Linked DNA regions of Mus musculus: region 2 is linked to region 1. The links are chromatin contacts, called in public promoter capture Hi-C maps. All regions are on one chromosome and are shown on one strand. Each heading gives the region's core, a stretch centred on a gene start, on an enhancer-like site or on the middle of the called end of the contact. The rest is flanking DNA. Distances are from core to core; before and after follow the strand shown. Region 1 has its middle 21 kb from the start of Serpinb1a. Region 2 overlaps Bphl (biphenyl hydrolase-like (serine hydrolase, breast epithelial mucin-associated antigen)).

Region 1 (7,097 bases), core at 379-2,878:
AGGTGGAGGGAGAGAAACAACTCCACAAAGTTCTCTGACATACATGGCTGCATTTCAGACCTCTAGAAGCCATGCAGGAGCTATACAGGGTAGGTTTAATGACCACCTATAACCCAAGCACATAGGAATCAGAGATGGGATTCCAGGGGCAAGCTGGCTAGCTTGACTAGAATTGCCAAGTTAGGTTTAGCTGAGAAGCCCTGCCTCATGAAATAGTAACCAAAGAATATAACGTCTGTCAACTTTGTGTCTCTCTGTGCAATCGCATGCATATGTGTGTGCACCCCACCACATGCACCCAACCATACACAGACACGCACATGGGCTGGGGGAGGTAAAGGGAAATGTGGAGAATGCAGCTACTCTCAAGAGGAGGCTATTCCTGCATACCTCAGGCACTAGAGAAAATATCTGAACAGTAAAATGACCAGATGTAAGCAACACACTCAAGTTGGTAGCTTCTTGGCCACTAATTACAAGCAGCACACACATACCCAGAGAGACACCCCCCAATGGCAGCCAAATCTGAACTTGTCAGTAAGGAAGATAGGATAAAAAGCATGTAGAAACAGAAAACTTGTATAGTTCTTAAATGAGCCTTGCCTTTGATTTGTTTTTGTGTATCTCTCATGCTTAGCATGTAGAATGTGAAAGTACATATTTGCTAAATAATAAAACGAATGGATAACGTTTCCCTGGGGTCTATGTAATGTCTGGAAATCAGGCTAGTCCTCAAAGCTTCTCTCCAGCAGGGGTCAGGCTGAGGCTGGAGCAAAGTTCCTAGTGACCATTGCAGGCCAAGGTTGTCTTACTGTTTGTGATCAACAGGACAGATAAAGTGACCTTTCAAGAGTTGATTTGTCTGGTTGCAAAAGCAGTGTTTGAACACTACAAAAATTATGCAAAAAGTAGTGGAAATAAACCATTTTTCCTCAGTGGTAACTACTGTGAATGGTTCAATATATGTCCTCTTGGTTACAATACGGTAAATAGAGTTTAATATACTCTGTTAGTTATTGATACAACCTGGACAGCCCCCTAGTAACCCAGGCAGAGTTGTATGGATTTACTTAATCAGCTCTTGCACAATTGCTAATATATTTTTCTAAAGCCAAACTGGCTACTTCCTAGCTGCTCTTGCCAGTGGTGCTTGCTGTTTGAGTCTTACCCAAGTTACTTCTCCAGCAGTCTATTTTGGGGGTGGGATGGGCATGTTCTCCTGGCCCATCACATCTCCTGCTCTCTCCATCTCCCTCCTTGACTCTACTTTTCTCTGTCCCTTGTGGTCCCTATTTGCAATCCCCCAGCCCAGTAACTGAAACTCCACCTACCTCTGTTCTCCCCAGTGATTGGCTGTAGCCACTTTTATTTAGCCAATAGCTTTAAATTGGGGAGCCAAGTTTACATAGACTCACTTGGTGTACATGAGGATATGTTTGTCAAGAGCAGCCAGGTCTTGGGGGCCAGTATTTAGCATTTGAATACATAGCAGCACCAGACCAGCCCCCAACACTGGACATTTTTTTAAACGTATGTGTGCATATGAAAATTGGAAACTTATGCCACCTGTTTAGCAGCTACAATCTGAACCACCAGGGGGCGCACAGTTCATGTCCTGCACCTCTCCATCTGTGCCATCCACACAGGCAGTGAAAGAATGGACAGCCTAGGAACTGTACTTTATGAGAGAAATGAATCCCTTTGCACACTCCGCCTGCCAACCTTTGCCCTCTGCCCCCATCGCCAGGGTTCTATCAATAGCCCAGCCATCCATGCACACTGAGGAACATGGACCCAGAGTGAGTCTGCTGGAATTCAAACCCTGGCTGGGCTGATTCGTGGTCAAGGTTGTCATCTTTGCTTTTCCCCTTCCTCATCTGTAGGAACTTAATTGCAATGGAACCTCATCACTGAGAACTGAGATGTACAGGGTCTCATCTTGCAGCGCTGAGCGCCTCATCTCAGCCTTTTGAGTGCTGGGATTAACCAGTGTGTGCCATTGTCTCTGTCTATTTCCGATAATGACTTTAAAAACCTACCACAATGCCGGTATCATACTATACTCTATGCTGTTACTTGGGGACAGACTTTTTCAATTTGTAAGATCCTGCCTCAAAACAAACATGTCCAATCACTAAGCAAGTAGTGTATTTTGCACCCCAGGCAGTGCAACATGTTTCTTGGCTGTAGCTGTACCACAAACACAAGTGAGGCACGGTGCATAATGGAGCTAGGCCATAGGAACGTGGGCTCTCCATTACAATCTATGGCAGCACCAACATATGTGACAGGTACCAACTGGCAGTGGCAAAATACCAGGATACAGGGAAAGTGTTTTTCACAGAACTCAAAATCCCCTGTGCACTCTCCTTCCTGGTTATAGTAAAAGTGTTTTTTTCTGGTCCTGAGAATTATAGAAATGGCTGGCATTGCTTTGCTGTGCTAGGACCTGCTCTGACAGCTGTTCTGACACCTGCAAAGCCACATGTGTTAAACATTGATTCTGTGATTTCCTTCTGGGGACTGTTTTCCTTGTGTTTTAAAACATGAATACGTGGAGCTGGGTGATAATCTCTGATTCAGCCATAGGACATATCATCGTAGGACAGGAAAGGAACATCTGAGTCACTTAATCTAATTCCTGCAGTGTGACAGCAACTTGACCATGGTGGTGATAAAAAGACCGGAATTACAGTTTATCAGATGATGCATTCGATCATGACTTTTTCCATTAAAGCAGGCAGGCTTAAGAACACCCAGGCTTCACTGAATTAAGTGCTTTATACTGTGTCTACAAGCACAGAAATAGCACAGTTTTAAAAAGTGAATTGTAGATACAGACACTGTAACAAGACAGGACACTTTTCATAACATGTGAGTAACAAAGTTGACTCGTCTGCACTATGTACTTAATCAAACTTCCATGACATTCAGTCAGTTGTCTTAACATCTTTGCTGGAAACAGGTCTAAAAAGGTTTTGTAGAGCCATCTTACTGTGCACTGATATCGACTTACCTGCATCTGGTAAAATACAACATATTCACAGGCAGTGAGTTTCAGGCAGGCAGCAAGAGATTGGAAGTGCAGGGTGCCCTGGGAACTGAGCCTTCAGGCTCAGGAATGCTTAACAGAGTAGATGGATTTCCTACCATGCACCACCACTGATGTAGCCCAGAAAGCATGCTATCCTGGACTTTATTTTCCCAGGGATAATTGACAAGCTGCACTAAGAGCACAGAGAGCCATCTGGTTTCTAGAAGAGGGTCCTCTTCTCAAGCTGTTGTATTCCTAACTTTGAGAATTTTTGTTTTTGAGAAGTAGCTAAGGGACTAGATTGGTCCAAGGTCCCCTGAAGAACTGTCCTGCAGTTAACCACCCAAATCAGGCATCCTTACAACGCTAGTTTGTTTCAAGAGTCCTGTCTCCCCAGACACTTGTGCTGTGGTCTCTTACTATACTGGTAGATTTGACGCCTTCTTTCATTTTTATCAGTTTTGTCTCAGTGTATTTTGAATCTTCCCCCTTGGACGATGAAAGTAGCATGCTGATGAGGAAGAAGGGGAAACCAAAATAAGTCTGTAATTGTTCAGGATCTGTGGACTCGGGGTTAGTAAAGTCACAGTACAACAAGGCTGTCCCAGTCAGCATCACCCAGTCATTTTCTCCTGAGCCCAGAGCCCTCAAAATCCTCTTCTGTCAGATATTGGGCGCATATTCTTCATCCCCACCAAAATAAAAGTGACATATCATCACTACAAAGTAAATGGCAACTAAAGATTATTATTTTCATGACAAGTATTATCATCTTAAAGAGGCTTGCATTGGTTACTTTTATGTGGCTATGACTAAATAACTGTAAGGGAGTAAAATTTTGGGAGAACCATCATGGCAGGGAAGTTGTGTCGGGTCAGCTTACTGCTTAGGAAGTAAATGTAGTGGCGACTGTTCATGTCCCAGAAGAACACTAAACAGAGCTCCACAGGAACTGGGGGCTAGGCATTACTTCGCCCACCATGACTTCTGCCACTTGGGTCTACTCTGTAAAGGGTCCACAGTCTGTAATTGGACTGTATAATATGTATGTATATGCATATGTAATAATGGCACCATTAGCTGGGGACAAGTGGTCTAAACATTTCCTCTTCCAACACAAGTATGTCAAATATGAAGGCAACTGATGCAGCTTGCCTGCAGAGTTCCAGACATTATCAGACCTCTGAGCATTGAAGCTCTGAGATCCACCAGGAATGACTTATCTAACTTTCTTTCCGGGGGCCTGACGAAATAGCTCAGAGGGTAAAGTTCTTTACCAGGCAACTGTGAAGACAGATATTCAGAGCCCAAGAACCCATGTAAAAGCTGGGTAGGCATAGCAGCCGCTGGTAATCCTTGCAGATGATCCCTGAAGGAAACTGACTAGTGAGACCAGCTGAAATGGCATGCTGCTTGTTTAGGGAGAAGAGTCTGCTTTGATATATAAGGTATAGTAATTAAGAACACTTTGGACCACCACACACATGTACCTGCACACATACCACACACACACACACACACACACACACACACACACACAGAGGAAAACGAAATTCCTCATGGCTTAAATGAACCTAACTTCTGTCACAATACATCCCTCAAATTTCAACTGTTCTACCTAAGACTCTTTCAGCATGTTGACCACTAGAAAAAGGAACCACGTACCCTCCTGCTTTATATTGTTCAAAGGTTGGACTCCTTACCCCACCCCACCCCTGCCCTGTAGGCAGTCTAGTTCTGATCAGATCCTCCCAACACGAGAAGCTAAACCGTGAAATTTCACATCCCAGTTTCTTCCATCCTGACTGCGATAGCTGTCACAAGATTTTGCGAGTGTTGCTTTAATAGTCGATAGGAATTTCAAGTAATGCCTTAAAGTCAAACTGAAGTTGGGGCTGAAATAATAGCGAAGCATCCAGCTTTTTATGTCACAATTAAGTCTGATGAAGCCATCATTTTCTCCTGCTGCCTGGCAAGCCCAGAATATAAAGGAACTTTATTTCATGTGGGAGGGAACAGAATAGGGATAGATTTGCGGAAGTTACAGAAACAATGATAAGAAGAGATAATAAATCAACAAGGAAATTGTTGCCAGGCAACATGGTTGGTTGTCAAAGAGATAGCCTTCAGTAATAACCCTTGGCAATCTTCAATATTAGGCTGTAAATCTCTGAATAAGAATGACTGAGCTATGAGTGGATCAGGGTGGACACTCTTCCAAAGAACCAGTGCACCCAGCTCACCCATTCTGTCTGTAAACATAACTTCTGCCTCTCTGAGAACTGTGCATCTGTTTCACTGACTGGAACACTTTGTCTCTTGTGTATTTAAAATTATACTGTGATTGTAGTTTTTTTTTTTTTTTCTCAGTACAATGAACCCAGGTTGCCATCTCCCTACTTACTTGGGTCCCAGAACTCTGGCCAGAGGTAGCAAGGGCATGTGACTCACAGACAGTGAAACTGGGGTCCTGTGGGAGTTCTCCACAACCTGAAACCAAATTAGGTAGGTACAGAAGGCGGGGCTAGTTGGCTCTGGGGTAGGAGATCTGCATGAGCAGTGTCAGTCTGTAAACACTGCGGAGGAGGAAGATACAGTTGCTAGCCTTTGTACACACTGGGAGAAGGAAATACAGTTACTAGACTTTGTAGACACTTATCAGTCTTCCTAAACAGTACACCAGAACTCCCAAGAAAAGCCTTGCAATTTCTCTTGAGCCTGGCTCATATGCGAAACAGCTTTGCCTATTTCCCATGTGAGGCCTTGGGCATCCTTGACACAGCTGCGCCCAGCCTGGCCCATATGGATAATAGCTTTGTCAATTGGCCATGTGTCTGGCAGGCCTTTGCTGTCCTCCACAAAGCCTTGGCCATGATAAAAATCCATATCTCCTCAGGATTTCACTCACGCAAGCCTTCCTTTGCTCCCTATACCAGTTGATGCCAAATTCCCTTATATTATTCTTGTTAGATCACCAACATTTGACCAGTGAGTCCCGTACATTCCCAGGTCCATGAAGTCTGTAGAATGTTGGATTTGAAGGAACATTACAGAATACTGGGCCACGGTCTTCATTTCCATGGCTGTGGGATCTGCTCTATGACTGACAATCTCCTTTCTTCTTGAATCTGTGTTCCACAGAGCCTGCCTTTTATGCTTGGAGCCCTCATCCTGTCTTTTCCTTGTTAAAATAGTCTATGGCAGGAAAGTCTGCTCTGCTCACCCTTGTCTCCAGCTGCTAGGCATTTCCAGGATTCAGAAACACTGACAAATGGATGTGAGCAATGACTTCCAAGATCTACAGCAAAGCTTAGTCACCTAGAGGCTGTCCTGACATGTTTGGAAGAGTCCCTCCATCCTTCCCTCCCTTCCCCGTGTGAGGCTTTGTGCAAGACAGTGTCAGTGCATAGATGAATGGGCGGGCTCTCTGGGCTGAAAGCTGGCTCTTGAGACTGTGGACAGCTTGTGTAACATCTCTTTATTGGTTTCATCATCCATACAATGAGAACATGTTACATCTAACTCATTAGCCGGATGAGAGGATTAAAGAAGCTTAAAAATATTCTAGTATGTAGATAAGTATGAGATATATCTCCCTTTTTTGAATCTTTGCCATTATTTTTAATCAAGATGAAGCAAAATCTGCCCCCCAGAAGACTAGGACAGTCTGTTCTCATAAGTGAAGGTTAAAATCAAGGGCAGGAGAGGTCGAGGTGGAGAGGAGCCGGGATCTTTCCTATAGAGGGGTAACTTTTCTTACTGGGCTGGTGGGAATTTTAGCAGTATTAGCTAAACAATCATTTTGCTGTCTTTCATTGGGACTTGTCACATGATGGTGAGTTCACTTTACTGTTTTCAGAAAGTGAGCCGACAAAGAGGGCTTCTGAAGGGTTTCATTGCCATCACAACCGAGCTGTGGTTGAACAGCTCAGGAAGACAATGGTTTCCTGTGTAACTGGAAACAAAATTGCTTGTATCTAGGACAAGCGTTTCTTAATAGCCAAGAGAAAAGGGAAGGCAAGGGGCAGAAAAGCAAAATAAGATCGAAGTTCTTTTTAAAATC
Region 2 (7,553 bases), core at 4,613-7,112, 1.2 Mb after region 1:
TTTGCCCTAAGCCCTTATGCTCTAGCCTTCCTACATAATCATCTCTCCCTGTTTGAGGGGAGTAGGACCCCTCCCCCAGTATCATATAAAACATCACAGGTCTGGACACCCAGGGAACGGAGACAAGGACAACAGGAGACAGGAAGGTACACTTTGGAGGCCTCTTAAAAGTGATTCTTCTGTTGTTCTTTAAAAAATTAACTCAATCTTGCTGGACTGTCGGACTCTCCTGAAGAAATTTTAAAAATACAGTTGCCTACTTCCTGTTTAGAGTGTGTCAGCCTGGGTTCATGGAGTTAGAAGGCTGGCCAATGATTTGAATTCAAATGTTGAGCCCTGCTGAAATAACAGGAGAAAAGAGATGTTGGTGCTGGTAGGCTGAACTTGGTGTGTTGCATCCACAACCCAGGGTCTCCACCACCTTCACCTTTACCTGAAAGCCCCCACACATGCACACAAGGAACTAGTGGCTAGTCCTATCTGCCTATCTCCTGCTAGCCTTCAAGCTTCAGGAGGAAGGACGTGCCTTTAGTGTCCGGCAAGGTGTGGCTTTGGAAGCAGCTACAGGGCTGTGCCAGAGTTTCTGAGTTTTGAGAGTTTCTTGGGATTGTCCTAGTCATGGGTGTTTGTAAAACACAACACAATCTCATAAACACACCTGCTTCAGATCCCATAGTTAGAAGACAGGTTGTTGGGAGAATGGGAGGGAAGGGACAAAAAAGAACCTCTGACTGCCTAAAAAAAAGGGGGGGGGGTTGATTGTTCTTTAAGCTTTCTGAGGGTTTCTGTCCTTATTCCTACGTGAGAGTTTGAGAAATCCAGTACTGAATGTGGTTCCAGAAGTAGCAAGCATTAGGGCCCTCAAAGGCTTGAGCTGTATGCCCGACCCTTTCCACATGTAGTTCACTGTTTACAAGAGGCCTGACCACAGTCAAAGCGACCTCCTCACAAACCAGAGCCAATGCTTTGGGCTTGACATGACCCCAAGTGATTCATCATATATTTCTATAGAAATAAGGCAGTTTTCAGCCACCCTGTGGTTAAATACAAACCTTTCCTTCTACTTGAAATGAAGAATTTATTAATATTTAATAATCTTGTTTGTAAATAATTCTCTGCCTCCTCCCCATCCCTGGAGCGTGGAAGCAGTGCTTGGCAGGATGGACTGGTGTGGTGCATGTCCCTCTGGTGTGACAGCACACTGGATGCCTAAGATGAAGCACCAGGGACCGATTACACGTACAGCAGAACCCCACATCATCCAGTCCCTACTCTTGTCCCTCTGTCCTCTCATTCTGCTTACGAGCATGCCGTGTGGCCTCCCAACGATGCTCTCCTGCATTGCTCTTATGTAGATTTTTATCCTTCTTTGTTATTTCTTCACAAAAGAGACTTTTCTCTCCTCTCAGTCACTGCTGCCCAACCTGACATGACCTCTCTTGTTCCCTCCACCAGAGCCAGTTCCAAGCCTATGCATATCCTTCCCTGATGCCCAGTCTCTAGTAAGCTGAACTCTGGCTACCTGATGTCCCTATACTCCTGCTAGGTGGTGATAATTTAGAAAGAAATCTGGAATGGGCAACCAAACCTTAGATCCAGCCAGACGCAGGAAGAAGTTAGATTTTCATTGTTGTTGTTGTTGTTGCTGCTGCTGCTGTTGCTGTTTTTGCCAGAGGCTCGGGTATGATCAAATGGGCTGAAGGATGCCTCTGTGAACCAGTGCTCCAGGGAGAGGCAATGATCCTCAGGGCTCTGGCAGCAACACCAGTCCCCCAAAGCCACTGGCTCTGTGCACTCAGGATGATGGGGGAAGGCTTTCCTTTGAACACCTGCATAGCGCACTATGGCTTTGACAAGCACGTTCTTGGTCCTGCAGGGAAGGAAGACCCTGAAAGAGCTCCTGTGCTTGAGGAACAATGGAAGGAGGAGATGGTACTTTGTGCTTTACTGCCCAGTAAACACCAGTCAGCTGCTTCATTTAATATCAGAAACAGGGAACAGAGAAAGGAAACTTTATCTGGCCCAGGGGCCTCCAGCCTAAGCCAACCCTCCCTGGCCAAATCCTCTCGGCTTTGTCTTCTCGGCTGCTGGGTCGGGAGCAAAGCAGATGTGCCCATAAGTGAACTGTGTTGAAGTGCGTCTTTGTCGGTAGAAAACATGTTTTCTGCTCCTGTCTCGATTCTAAGATGCTTAAAGCCTTCCTAACAATAACGCTCAATTCTCCAGGGGAATAGGATGTTAACAAAAACAAATTGGCAACATTGGCTTTATTATTGCCCCTCTGATGTTTGTGTAGATGAGCCTTCTTATTTCCCAATTTTGTCATACAATATCCAGGAGAAGAACATTTATATGCTTATATTAGATGTACCAATGTTCAACACATATTCCCACGTGCCCACGTTCTTTTTTTTTTTCTTTTTTTCTTTTCTTTTTTTTTTCCTGAGACAGGATATCTCAATGTAGCCCTTGCTGTCGTGTAGCTTACTCTGTAGACCAGGCTGGCCTTGAATTGCCTGTCTTTGCCTCCCTGGTGCTAGGATTAAAAGCAAGCGTCACCATACATTCTGTCTTAGTTAGGGTTTCATTGTTGTAAAGAGGCAGCATGACCTAGGGCAACTCCTATAAGGGACTACATTTAATTGAGACTGGCTTACAGTTTCAGAGGTTCAGTCCATTTTTGTCATGGTAGGAGGCATGGCAGGGTCTGGACCTCAAAACCCACTCCCACAGTAAGACACATCCTCCAACAAGGCCACACCTATTCCAATATTGCCACACCTCCCAATAGTGCCACTCCCTGGGCCAAGCATATTCAAACCACCACACATTCTTTACTGATTTTATTGCTACTGTTTAAGACAGAGTCTCCCTACATATCCTAGGCTGACTTTGAACTTGTGTAATCCTCTTTTCTCTACCCTCTAAGTGCTGGGTCTTCATGTGTGCCACTATGCCCAGCTTGTGTTGTTTATACTTGAAGTTAGTGAATCAGATAAAACCAGCACAGGGAAGCAAAACCTCGGTTTTTTAAAAGTACCACATTTTGGTAATCATTTTGACCAAGGACAGAGATGGGATCAGGTATGTAGAAGGAAAAGCAAGTCAGTGGTTGACTTAAATTCACTGCCAATCCACAAGAAGAAGAGCAATTCTTCTGTCCTGGCATGCCCCCTCCCCATATCCTTCTTGTCACCGCCCTTTATCATGGGAGTGGCCAAGAAGGTCATAAGGTCAAGGGCTGAAGCAGAGGCCATGGACAAAGGCTGCTTGCCCAGTCTTCTAGTACAACCCAGGACTGCCTGACTAAGAATAGCATCACCTGCAGTGGGCTAGGCTCTCCCACATCAGTCATAACTGTTTAAAAATGTCCCATAGACTAGCCCCTTAGCCAATCTAACGGAGGCATTTTGGCAATCGAAGTTCCTTTTTTCTAAGAGGACCCAGGTTTGTGTCAAGTTGACCAGAAGAAGAAAAAATATCTAACTAGGTCAGAGGTCAAGCTCCCGGGTGCCAGAGTGGGTCAAAACAGGAAGTCCCTGTTCAGATTTGCAGTCTGTTATGAAGACACAACCTGGATGGGAAAACTGAGGCACAAACCAAAGCAGTGATGTGTGCTCGAGTGGGTACTGATGCTAACTCACGCATGATACCCTGTCATAGTAAATATTAAATATACCAGTTTGGCATGGTAAATAAGTCTTCCTCCGGGAATTCTTTTCTCTTCCAGCACTGCAGTAACTTCTGCCAAGGTGGCTGTGAATGGCGTTCACCTGCATTACCAGCGCGTGGGAGAAGGGGAACATGCGATCCTCCTGCTTCCTGGGATGTTGGGTATGTGTGGATTCTCATGGACCGCTTCTGCAGGCTGTAGATTCTCCGCGATGGATCTCGATGCTAGATGCCAAGCATCCATCATTCATTCATGTTTGCGCTTGCTAAAAAACTCTTAAGGAATATTTGCCTTGCTCAAAGTCGAATGATCTAGAAAAGTAAATAACTCTCTACTGGATTAATTTCTTACTCTTTTACCCACTTCTTCCCCCACTGAAACACACTGTGAAAACGGTGTCCTATTACTTGGGAGGACTAGAGGGGTCGAGGAAACTGGGGTCCAAAGAAGGAGCAGATGGTGAAGACAGTAAGGTGGTGACCAGCCCTCCCAGTTAGTTTGTCTGGTACCCAAGGGGACATTCCTTTCTGGAATGTGAGACTTACATTACCAAAACCAGGCCAGGATGCATCCGGACCAGGTGTGTTGGATTTGTTTAATAAAATAATAGGTGTGTGGGGGGGAGGGGGAGTGTTAAAAGACTCTTTTCCTAACAGGGTCTTACTTTAAAGCTCACACTTGCCTTAGCCTCATAAACACTTAGATGACAGGTTTGTGCCACCATGCCTGGTCTAGTTTAAACTCAGACTCAGATGAGCACGTCACCACCTGCAGTGTGTGGAGCTGAATCTCAGTCCTGTTTTATGGAAAAGCAGTTCGGGTTTAGAAAGTTCCAGAGAGGGTGCGCCATGATTTGGGGGATTTTAGGGTTGCTGCTTGCTTGCTTGCTTCCTTTTTCTTTTTGGTATTTGTGTAATCCCAGTAGAGATTTATTGTGATTTGCCTCTTTCTCCTAAAGGTCACATGCTAAAACTTTCAGCTCCCCTTGACCCTGCTCTCCAGGCCCCTGCTGACACAGTACCACTGCGGCAAGTGAGAGGCTTGGGACACTTAGCACCCGTTTCTTAAGCTTCTGAAATGAAGGAGATGTATACTCCAAAAGCTGGTGTCCAATTAAACCATCAGCAAAAGCAGTTTACCATATTAGAGATGATTTTAAATTACTCTAACACTGCGGCATTAACTACACAAAACATCCACCAGTATAATTTTTTTTTTCATTTCTGGAAAGTATTGGCATGATCCCACAGCTTTAAAATGGAGCAGTGGGAGTCTTTCCCCTACCTTGTCCCCTAGTTTCCCATGTGCCCCGCAGAATCATGTACTGATAATTATGTCTGTTCCCTAAATATTTGTTTAAGGTTTTAGTGCTCTTGGCCCTAGTTTCCGAGTGCATGCCCAGTGTTAGAAAGCAAATGTTTCCTTATTGGTGAAACTGTTATTCTAGCTTGATCTCACCACCCCTCCAACCCCTTACTTTTTGCCCTCCTTTAGGATACTTCTAGTTCAAGGGCATACAAGAAACTCCTGTGAGAAAGCCGGAGACAAGGGCTGGCAATCATTGACCTGCTTTTGGTGTGGGTTTTTTAATGATTTGTGTGATGGACCTAGATAGTAAGTGAACTTGGCTGGCTGTATATTTGTGGCCCAAGTTCTGAGTGCTTAGAAATCAAACAAACTGCTCAGTCAGTGTGGACTTTCCCCTGGACAGAGCTCTTAGTATGTGACCTTACAAACACACACACACACACACACACACACACACACACACACACAAGATGGATGTGAGCACACCACATCTCTGGTGGCTGAGCTGGTGGGGATTAACAGGGCCATTACAGGCTCTTGGCATAGGCCCCTTCGTGCTGGTTTGATAAAATACAATTTGATTTCTTAAACACACACGTTTCAGGGTTTTCATTTACTTCTACTTACTCTTAAAAGGCATTTATATTAGCTTATTTGAAAACATCTGGAATATGACACTTCTACCTGTATGCCATTGGGATCTCCGTCATTTCTAAGTCCTTAGAGAGCTAATACCCAGAAACTATCAAATTTGAAAGTTTATTTCAGTAAGGTTTATTTAATCCTTCCAAAGGAGGCATAGGAAGACTAAACTGTAAGGCTGTCAAAAGCGCTTCAAAAATACTGGTCCCGAGCCTCACTCTGGGCCTATGTCTTCCTCAAAATTACCACTAGAGGGAGACCGGAGACAGGTCCTAACTCCATCAGGCTTGGCAATGCGCCTCTGTGTGGAGCCATTGCAACACAACTCCCCACCCCCACTAGGGGTTTTTCTGGTTAATTTTTTAGAGCACCAAGAACTGTCTTTTAAAATTGTTACTGCTTCTATTTTGCTCTGGTGTTGGCTATGCTGAGAACATTCAGTGGACCGTAACCCAGTGGGTGTTTTCAGGTAGCGGAAAGACCGATTTTGCACCTCAGCTTCAGAGCCTAAATAAGAAGCGCTTCACATTGGTGGCCTGGGACCCTCGAGGATATGGATATTCCAGACCCCCAGATCGAGATTTTCCACGGGATTTTTTTGAAAGGGATGCAAAGGATGCTGTTGACTTGATGAAGGTGAGACCCAGAGAAGTGCTGGAGTGGGGAGAGATGACTGGGCCCATCTTTATTTGTTCTAATTCCTGGTGTTCTTTCTTTTTACAAAGGCAATACCAAGTGAGTCTAATATAAGGAAGAGCTAAAGGACCAAGTAAAAACAGAGCCCAGCTATCTAATGATGCTACTGCCAAGACACCAAGGCTCTGCCTTTCCCACCAGTCTCCTGGCATAAGTGCAGTTTTAGTTTTGTTTTGTGTTACTTTGGTTTGAGACAGATTTTCATTGTATAGTCTTAATGGGCCTTGAGATCTCAACCCTTCTGCTTCAGGCTCTGACATACTAGGATTGCAGGCCTACAACACCACACCACACATAGCAAAATACACAGCTTTATACAGATGAAAATGGAGTCCTAAACCAGAGGTTCAACTCCATGGCTTCCACCCAAAAAAAGCAACAAGAAATGCTGGTGAAGAGACAGGAAAGTGTTCTAAAACCAAAACTGCCATTTGGAGAAGATGGAAAGTAAGCCCTTCGGACCATCTTCAGGGTACTGACATGAGCTTTAGGTTTAGGGAGAGCAAGAACTGGAGAGGTAGCAAGAAGTCTACAGAATTAAGCTGTCCTGGTCAAGGTGTGGTCTGGTGTTATCTCAGTTCTGGTTCTGCAGGGAAGCCTGAGGAAGTCATGACTGTTGATGCTCAGGAGTCATCTCACAGGGTGACTTGTCTGTAAGGCTCTGCCATTCCTGCAATCCAAGCTGACTTCAGGCTTAGAACCATGTCTGGAACAGGACATTAAGAAAGGCAACGGTAAGGTGCCACCGCTGCTTGTATGCTCGTGCCTTCAGCCTTGATGGGATTATCCTAGCAGGGTTACCATTGTTGTGATGAAACACCATGACCAAAGCAACATGGGAAGGAGTTTATTTGGCTTACACTTCTATGTCACAGTTCATCATCAAAAGAAGTACTAAAGGACAGGTACTAAAGCAGTGCAGAAATCTAGAAGCAGAAACTGGTGCAGAGGCCATGGAGGGGTGCTGCTTACTGGCTTGTTCCTCATGGCTTGCTCAGCCTGTCTTCCTTTAAAACCTCCAGCCTAGGAATAGCACCACCCACAGTGGGCTAGGCCCTCCCTCTCCAATCACTAGTTAGAAACTGCCTTACAGGTTGCCTATAGCCCGATATTATGGAGGCATTTTCTCCACTGAAGATGCCTCTTCTCTGTTGACTTTAAGCTTGTGTCAAGGTGACATAAAACTAGCCAGTAGAGGGGTTAAGATCGCTTAAGTACCACCAGCCTTTAGATA

What was found. Promoter capture Hi-C pulls out the DNA fragments that hold promoters and counts their contacts.
Region 2: a promoter capture Hi-C map of liver shows a contact between it and region 1, with 2.9 times the contacts expected there. The contact joins two enhancer-like sites. A contact is called at or near these places in 2 of 39 promoter capture datasets (cranial neural crest and liver), 1 of 115 datasets of contacts at active chromatin or transcription factors (large pre-B cells) and 1 of 9 other capture datasets (embryonic stem cells).

The regions. Positions count from the first base shown.
Region 1 is chr13:32,826,518-32,833,614 of GRCm38.p6, forward strand. No RefSeq gene overlaps it. Among named protein-coding and RNA genes, the nearest start is that of Serpinb1a, 21 kb to the right of the region's middle. Within about 2 kb of position 1,629, at least 23 of the 459 cell types and tissues checked have an H3K27ac peak or open chromatin away from gene starts, as enhancers often do. A contact at or near this core is called in liver, where this site is marked.
Region 2 is chr13:34,040,694-34,048,246 of GRCm38.p6, forward strand. It overlaps Bphl (biphenyl hydrolase-like (serine hydrolase, breast epithelial mucin-associated antigen)), which reads left to right. Exons shown (of 7, transcript NM_026512.1): 2 at 3,731-3,834; 3 at 6,093-6,259. Among named protein-coding and RNA genes, the nearest start is that of Bphl, 6.8 kb to the left of the region's middle. Within about 2 kb of position 5,863, at least 16 of the 459 cell types and tissues checked have an H3K27ac peak or open chromatin away from gene starts, as enhancers often do. A contact at or near this core is called in liver, where this site is marked.